2 separate regions of the Cricetulus griseus genome follow, and region 1 is linked to region 2. A link is a contact called in public Hi-C data. All regions are on one chromosome and are shown on one strand. The core of a region is the stretch at or near the end of the contact, and the rest is flanking DNA. Distances in the headings are between cores, read along the strand shown. Region 1 overlaps Ankrd1 (ankyrin repeat domain 1). Region 2 overlaps Pcgf5 (polycomb group RING finger protein 5).

Evidence for each region. A called contact is a pair of places that touch in the nucleus more often than the background predicts.
Region 1: a Hi-C map of the CHK-Q cell line shows a contact between it and region 2, with 7 times the contacts expected there. The contact joins two enhancer-like sites. A contact is called at or near these places in 4 of 8 Hi-C or Micro-C datasets (the CHK-Q cell line, the CHL-YN cell line, the CHO-K1 cell line and 1 more).

What each region holds. Positions count from the first base shown.
Region 1 is chr3:25,657,511-25,660,979 of CriGri-PICRH-1.0, forward strand. It overlaps Ankrd1 (ankyrin repeat domain 1), which reads left to right. Exons shown (of 9, transcript NM_001246706.1): 3 at 1-128; 4 at 443-550; 5 at 1,457-1,555; 6 at 2,740-2,838; 7 at 3,001-3,099; 8 at 3,223-3,321. Among named protein-coding and RNA genes, the nearest start is that of Ankrd1, 3.5 kb to the left of the region's middle. Within about 2 kb of position 1,796, at least 2 of the 6 cell types and tissues checked have open chromatin away from gene starts, as enhancers often do. A contact at or near this core is called in the CHO-K1 cell line, where this site is marked.
Region 2 is chr3:25,322,458-25,325,933 of CriGri-PICRH-1.0, forward strand. It overlaps Pcgf5 (polycomb group RING finger protein 5), which reads right to left. Exons shown (of 10, transcript XM_027406344.2): 7 at 1,261-1,359. Among named protein-coding and RNA genes, the nearest start is that of Pcgf5, 95 kb to the right of the region's middle. Within about 2 kb of position 1,979, at least 2 of the 6 cell types and tissues checked have open chromatin away from gene starts, as enhancers often do. A contact at or near this core is called in the CHO-K1 cell line, where this site is marked.

The DNA of each region.
Region 1 (3,469 bases), core at 546-3,045, 330 kb after region 2:
AAAAATTAGAACAAAGATCAAAGCTTGAAAACTTGGAAGACCTTGAAATAATTGTTCAACTGAAGAAAAGAAAAAAATACAAGAAGACTAAAGTTCCAGTTGTGAAGGAACCAGAACCTGAAATTATTGTAAGGACTGTTGGGTTTCCAGGACTGTACATCCACATGGGTTGCAGGGGTGAGTGCTGTGGAGGGGAGATGATGGCAAAGCCCATGACCATTCTTTTCTTTTCTTCCTTTCTCTTCAATCTCTCCCTTCTTTGTTCTCTTCAACGTCCTCCTCCACTTGTTTACCACCTTCCTGTTCCCTCTCTGTCTCCCTCTCCCTCCCTCTCTGTCTCCCTCTCCCTCCCTCTCTGTCTCCCTCTCCTTTTTCTCTCCCTCCCCTCTCTCTTCCCCCCTCCTCTTCCTCTCCCTCCTCCATCCTTACTTCCTCACTTTAGACTGAACCTGTGGATGTGCCGAGGTTTCTGAAAGCTGCGCTGGAGAACAAACTGCCAGTTGTAGAGAAATTTCTGTCCGACAAGAACAGCCCCGATGTCTGCGATGAGGTAAGGCCCATGCCTTCCTGTAGGCTGGCAAACACAGTCTGAGATGTCTTCCACTTAAAAGGTTCTCCAGCTGTTGCTACATCTGCCAGGAGCATAAAAATGAATGTATTGTTCTCCCCTACACCACAACCCCCAAATACTAGATTAGCATGATGGATTGCATGGAGTTTTTCTGTTCTCATATAATTCTGTCTGACTTGAAGACAGTTTGTCTTTAACTTCTTAGATCCTTTGGATAGACTTCCAGGCCAAAAAGTATCTTCTGGAGAAAGTTATTATTAGCAATGTCTTTCATCAGACCAAGATAGCTCAGCATTGGAAGGGGAAGGTGGAGTTCCCAGTCCAGCTCTGTCACTACCTGATGGGAACAGCTCCTGTGCATTGTCTTTGTCGCTGTTTATCTGTAAGCACAGTCTTGTTCCATTAGCCTGCTGGCTCATTAATACAAAGCCAGCTTGTCAGCAATCTCGACTTTGTATTGCTTCTCCCGTGAAGTGATGGGGCAGCTCACACCAAAGCTGAGTTTCCTCTCTTTGAAAAGTGAATTGAATGATTTTTGATATTCAATCTAGCATCCATTCTGGATGGAAGAAAACCATCTGCTGTTTTGGGCATGTTCAAACACAAAAAGGGACCTTTCAGCATTGAGATGGGGTTTGAGGTTTGAAGTCCACATCCGCCTGCCTTGGCCTTTAACACTTAGGAAGGGTCTAGGACAGGAAGCTCAGGTTGTAGCTGCCAGATAATTATTCTAATCCTGTAATTTCAGTGAGCTCTGGCACTCTGATTCATAAAACAATCCTGGCCTTTCTATCACTTAGGTCATCATAGTCCCAGCTTCATAGCTCTTAAAGGATTATACGCATTTTTATATGCACCACTATCTCTTGTTTTAATCATTGACAGTATAAACGGACCGCTCTCCACAGAGCATGCCTAGAAGGACACTTGGCAATTGTGGAGAAGTTAATGGAGGCTGGAGCCCAGATTGAATTCCGTGATATGGTAAATATATTTCTTTGCTTGGAAATGAGCCAAAATAAGCAGACCATCCGAAAAAAGCTCAGGAAAACGTACAATGAAAACTGGCCCAATTGGATTGAAAATTGATCTGAGAAAACTAGTCAAAAGCTCATTTCTCCATACAAAGGGAAGTTGGGCGATGAGACTAGGTCATGGGGAAGCATTTTCCAGACAGCCTGAAAAGGAGAGGAGTGTTGCAGAGAAGAGAAGGAAGTGAAAGTTGTTGGGCAGAATTCAGTAACCTCACCAGAGAGTTTGGGTCATTATCAAGTCAGTAGCATTCCTGGCCTTTCAACACCACACTCCTTCATCAGACAGCACAGCCCACTCCTGGCCCCTCGGCTGCCAGCAACCCACGAGAATTTCCTAGCTGCAACTTTATATGATGGATGCCAATTGCCACTGATGAGATTTGGAGTCAGGCTGCATGCTAAATGAATCAGGTCTCAGGAAAGTGGCTGCTCTTCAGACCCTAACAATCAGCCGCTGTGATTTCCATAAAGACCACTATACAATATATTTTATACCCTGAAGATTGAACTGGAAAATGCTTCATTTATTTATATGCAGCTCAATTTGGCATTATGGTAAAATGGAAAAGGAATAAAAAAAATTCCAAAGAACCTAACCTGAATTTAATCAAAGGACAAAATACTGAAAAAAAATTTAAGAAACTTATTATAATAAAGTGATGCCCAAACCCAAATTTGGAATCTGGAAGTCCAGAGATGCACCAAACAAAGCAGAGAGGTGGCAATCTCTTCAAAGTACAGTGCAGTAACCACAGTGATTGACAGCTGAGGTCCCTAGGCTGTTCGAGTGCAAATACAGCACAGAGCCAGCAGAAAGACAGAGAAAGACAGGGAGGTGGGATGAGGGGTTAGATCCAGGTTAAGATATTCTAAAATGTAACCAGATATATTAAAAGCTTCCTAACTACAAATCCAGCCACTCACTCAGTTTAGCTGGGCTTTTTTTTTAGCAAGAAACTCAGAAGTGGCTCTCAACACCAAAACCACCAAGAACTATCAGTTGTCCATATTCTCTGGGCCTTTAAAACCAAAGACCAACCCCCAGCCCCAGCAAGATTCTCTTTCACACTGTCTTGTCTTGTGTTTTTTTTTGTTTTGTTTTGTTTTGTTTTTTTTTTTTTCTTTCCCAAACAGCTTGAATCCACAGCCATCCACTGGGCATGTCGTGGAGGAAACCTGGATGTCCTGAAACTGTTGTTGAACAAAGGGGCCAAAATCAGTGCCCGAGACAAGGTATTTCCTTGCCCTTCCTTAGGCTTCTGCTCCCTGCCTGCCCACGGAGGTCCTCTGTCAGTCGTTATTCTATGGACACCTCAAGCCGCACACACCCCATTTGCACGTGCCTTGAGGCCTCGGCAGTCTGTTCTCACCCTTTCCCGTTTTCTAATGTTTTAGCTGCTCAGCACAGCGCTGCACGTGGCGGTGAGGACTGGTCACTACGAGTGTGCAGAGCATCTCATCGCCTGTGAGGCGGATCTCAATGCCAAGGACAGAGTGAGTAGCTGACAGGGCTGAGTCACCGTAAGCTTATTTGAAATCATTCAGGCAAGCTGGGGCACCCCAGCAGGACCCACTTCCTGGCTTCACACTGACTGCATCTGCTTATCCTGCTTCTAGGAAGGAGATACCCCACTGCACGACGCTGTGAGGCTGAATCGCTATAAGATGATTCGGCTCTTAATGACCTTCGGGGCAGACCTCAACACCAAGAACTGTGTAAGTAGTCAAAGCCAGGGTACCACTGATACTTTCAAATTCTCAGATATTTGAAAGTATTATTCCCATGGTAGTACATTTTGAGATACACTGATAGTTCCAATGTGTCTATTTCCGTAAGGACAGGGTGAGAGTTGGCAAGGACTCA
Region 2 (3,476 bases), core at 729-3,228:
TGAGTCAGGTGTAGATTAGAAGAAAGGACATGTGATAGGTAGGGTTTTAGTTGGGGGGGTGGTAGGGGAGGAAGGGAGGGAGAAGGGAACTGGGATTGTCATGTAAATCAATCTTGTTTTCAACATTTTTCAAAAATTTATTTTGTAACTTGAATGCCAATAAATATAATTTTCCTACTGTCAAAAAAACAAAAACAAAAACAAAAAACAGACTAGTCATCAGTCACGTGAAACATTGCCATCAGCTTCCATGTCAGAAGCTTCCTCAGATAAGACTCCTTCCTTTCAAGGACTGTGCTTAAATCCCTTGACACTTCAGTTCTCCTTTCAGAAAAGACTATCAGTCTCAGGAAATGCCACACATCTCAACAGTGTGCCTGTCCTTTGGCTGCTGTTCCGCTCACAACTGGACGATAGGGAACCTGCCCATACTTCACATCCATCTCCTGTTTGCTATGTGAGGTTTGTGCTTTGTTCTCCCTCTAGACTCAGGGGATATCACAGAAAAGGAGACAGGATGGAGAGATGGGGCATGACTTAGCCTCTGCACTAGCTATGGACTTCCTGCAGCTGTAGTGATCTACATAAGACCTGCACAGCTGGGCAGAGCATCACTTCATCAGAGATGGGAGAGGAGTCCATGAGGCCCATCCTACGCTGGGGAAAAACTGGCAATTAATGGCTGCCTGGGGAAGGGGTCATTTTCTTTGGTGGTGTGTCCAGTGTAAGTTGTCCTTGTTCCAGTAATAACCACTTACTCAGGCTCAGGCAAGAAACTCTTACTAACCTCAATGGACCACAAACAAAGAGAAGGCACAAAAGTAGGAGTAGAATGTACTGAAAAGGTTTCCAACCAGAGGAGGGGCTGAGGAGAGAGGGGAGTAGGTAAGGAAGCAAGTCAGAGTCACTATATAAATGCATAAAGCTGTTAAACAGTAAGACAAAAAAATTTAAAAAGTGACACATCTTAAAGCATGTTGACATTATAAAAAAGAAAACATTTAGCCAGGGAGTATCTGGAGTATCTTATGTAAGTTTTACAAATACCTTCTTTAGTCACAAATGCATTGATGTGATGTTCTTGGGATATATTGTTATAAAATATTACATAAATATTATAGTCTAAAAATTAATTTTTATATGGTATATATAATGAAAATAACCAGTTCCTACAAAAAATTTGGATATATTCTGATTTTACTTCTTTTCCTACAGATCAGAATCATCAAAACAGTCACAATTAGGTATTATTTTACTTACCTCATAAGAACTTGGAAGTTTTAGTTTTAAACTTAGAAACTTTTTAATAGTTCCTACAGTAACTCGTGTAGAACATCGAATGAATTTCTTCATGAGACCCTAAAGGAAACAAATGACAAATTAAACACTCTAATTTGTTTTTACTAAAACCTTAGGCATTCTCGGGCATATACTTAGGCATACATACACTTGTAATTCCAGCATTCAGAGGATTTTAAGGTGGGATTTGAGTTTGACTTCCACCTGGGCTGCAAGGGGAGAGTGTCTCATAAGACCACCCCACACCAAACTGTACCATACCAAAACCAAAGGCATGGTTTTCACTATATGCTTTAGTATTTTTAAAACGTAAAACAAAAAACCAAAAATTTTTAATTCTTTTAAGTAAAATGTTCCTAAACATTGCTTATTTACATGGCATTCTTTAACAATGTATCAGTGTGTGAATTAGCAAAATCTTGTCAAGTAGACAATCTGTTTTTCTCTAAGATTTTTTTAAATAAAGAAAATAGTTTAATAAAGAGGCTACAAAATGTCAACATTTTATTAAACGATGTTACTTAGTGACACTTGTTCAGCACAGTGCAGAATCTGGAAATAACTGCAGAGAGCAGACTTGGGAGGAGCTTCAAGAGTTAAGTCCACTGCATGCCTCAGCACCTGCCAGCTGTGCAGCGTGGGCTCTGGGTGGAGGAAGAGCATTCCCCAGGGAGGGGTTACTGCAGGTTACTATACATCACTAAGGTCTGTATGCCTTCATGCGTTTCTTGTTTTACATGGAGACAGCGGTTCTGACTCACTCTTTAAGCTTGAGCAGAGCCCCACCCTCCCACTGCTCCTAGTCATTAATAATTCAGAGATGTCAGAACAGTTAAAGGAACATTTTTAAGACAAGGCAAAAGAATGTTTCTATAATTCATAATTCAATAAAGCCCGACACAGATCTAATAAAATTCTAATCTGGAGTCTGTGAAAGTTGACTTGGAAATACTTAGAAAATAAGTAATAAGCACCTTCTCTAGAAATACTTTATAATGAAACCAAACTAAACGTGCTTTGTTCCCTGGTTTTCTACACCTGAGAACTACTGTATCTATGTCTAGAAAGTGCTGACACCGTAAGAGGCAATGACTGACAGGTGCTGGGCAGAAGTCAGGATGGTGCACAGGAGCTAGGAGTGGGGTTTCTTCTCACCATCTCCTTCCTGACATATGGAGAAGGGGAGCACTGTGCTACACCCCAGGGCTCACAGGAAACTGCAGGGGGTGGGGGAGGAGGTCCATGTCTAACCCTACCCTGCTCAGCTGTCTAGAAAGGATCAGTATCTTTGGAACATCTGCATATTTGAAGTAATACCACATGGAAGAACACTGTTTTGTTTCAAGAATATCATCTTCCCTCCCTATGGCACCAACACCCTTACTCTGTCCTGCTGTCCATCTCGAGTCATGAAGTGCAGAATTCAGAAATGTCCCTTCCGTCTAAGCTGTTTTCCCTGAGACCACAGTGTGAGTGTAGCGTCTGAAGTGCCCCAACTCAGCTCCTTCAGAAGCAGAAGTGGCTCAGCAGCTGTCAGAGGCTGATAAAATACAGATCCTGTCTTTCTTTGCTTTGGAAGAGTTAAAAGACTAAACACAAAATCTGCAGCAGTCCCTCCTGTGGGCTCCGAGGGGTCTGCAGTTCTACGACACAGCTTGACAATCCTTCAGTTTTGTGGAGCTTTACAAAAACAAAAGTTAGCTTTTTGTTTAAGCCCAAATTCTTTATCATGTTTTCTTCTTATTTTTTTTTAGTATTATGATTTACATCTCTACCAAGCAGAGTAATTAACAAGTGTGACTTTAACTTCTTAAATTGAAATGTAACACCATAAAGACATTATTTAAAATGAACAATTTAGTAGTTTTTATAGTTGTTCAACCATTACAATATCTAATTCAAATTTTTCCTTGTCCTCCAAAGAAATCCTTTACATATGCTCAGCTAGGAGTTACTTCCTAGTCCTGCTCCCACCCCACCTGACACCTAACTCAACTGTCTCAAGTGACAGGCCTTTCTTTTTAAACCACTTATATCATTATCACATCAGTGACTAAATAATCATTTGCTTACTATGCTTTGATATATCCTTTCCTGAAAGATGCTGATAGTTAAAAATGATTTTTTAAAATTTCCCAATACAAAGTACTGTTATTAGTAATACAACAGTAAATAAA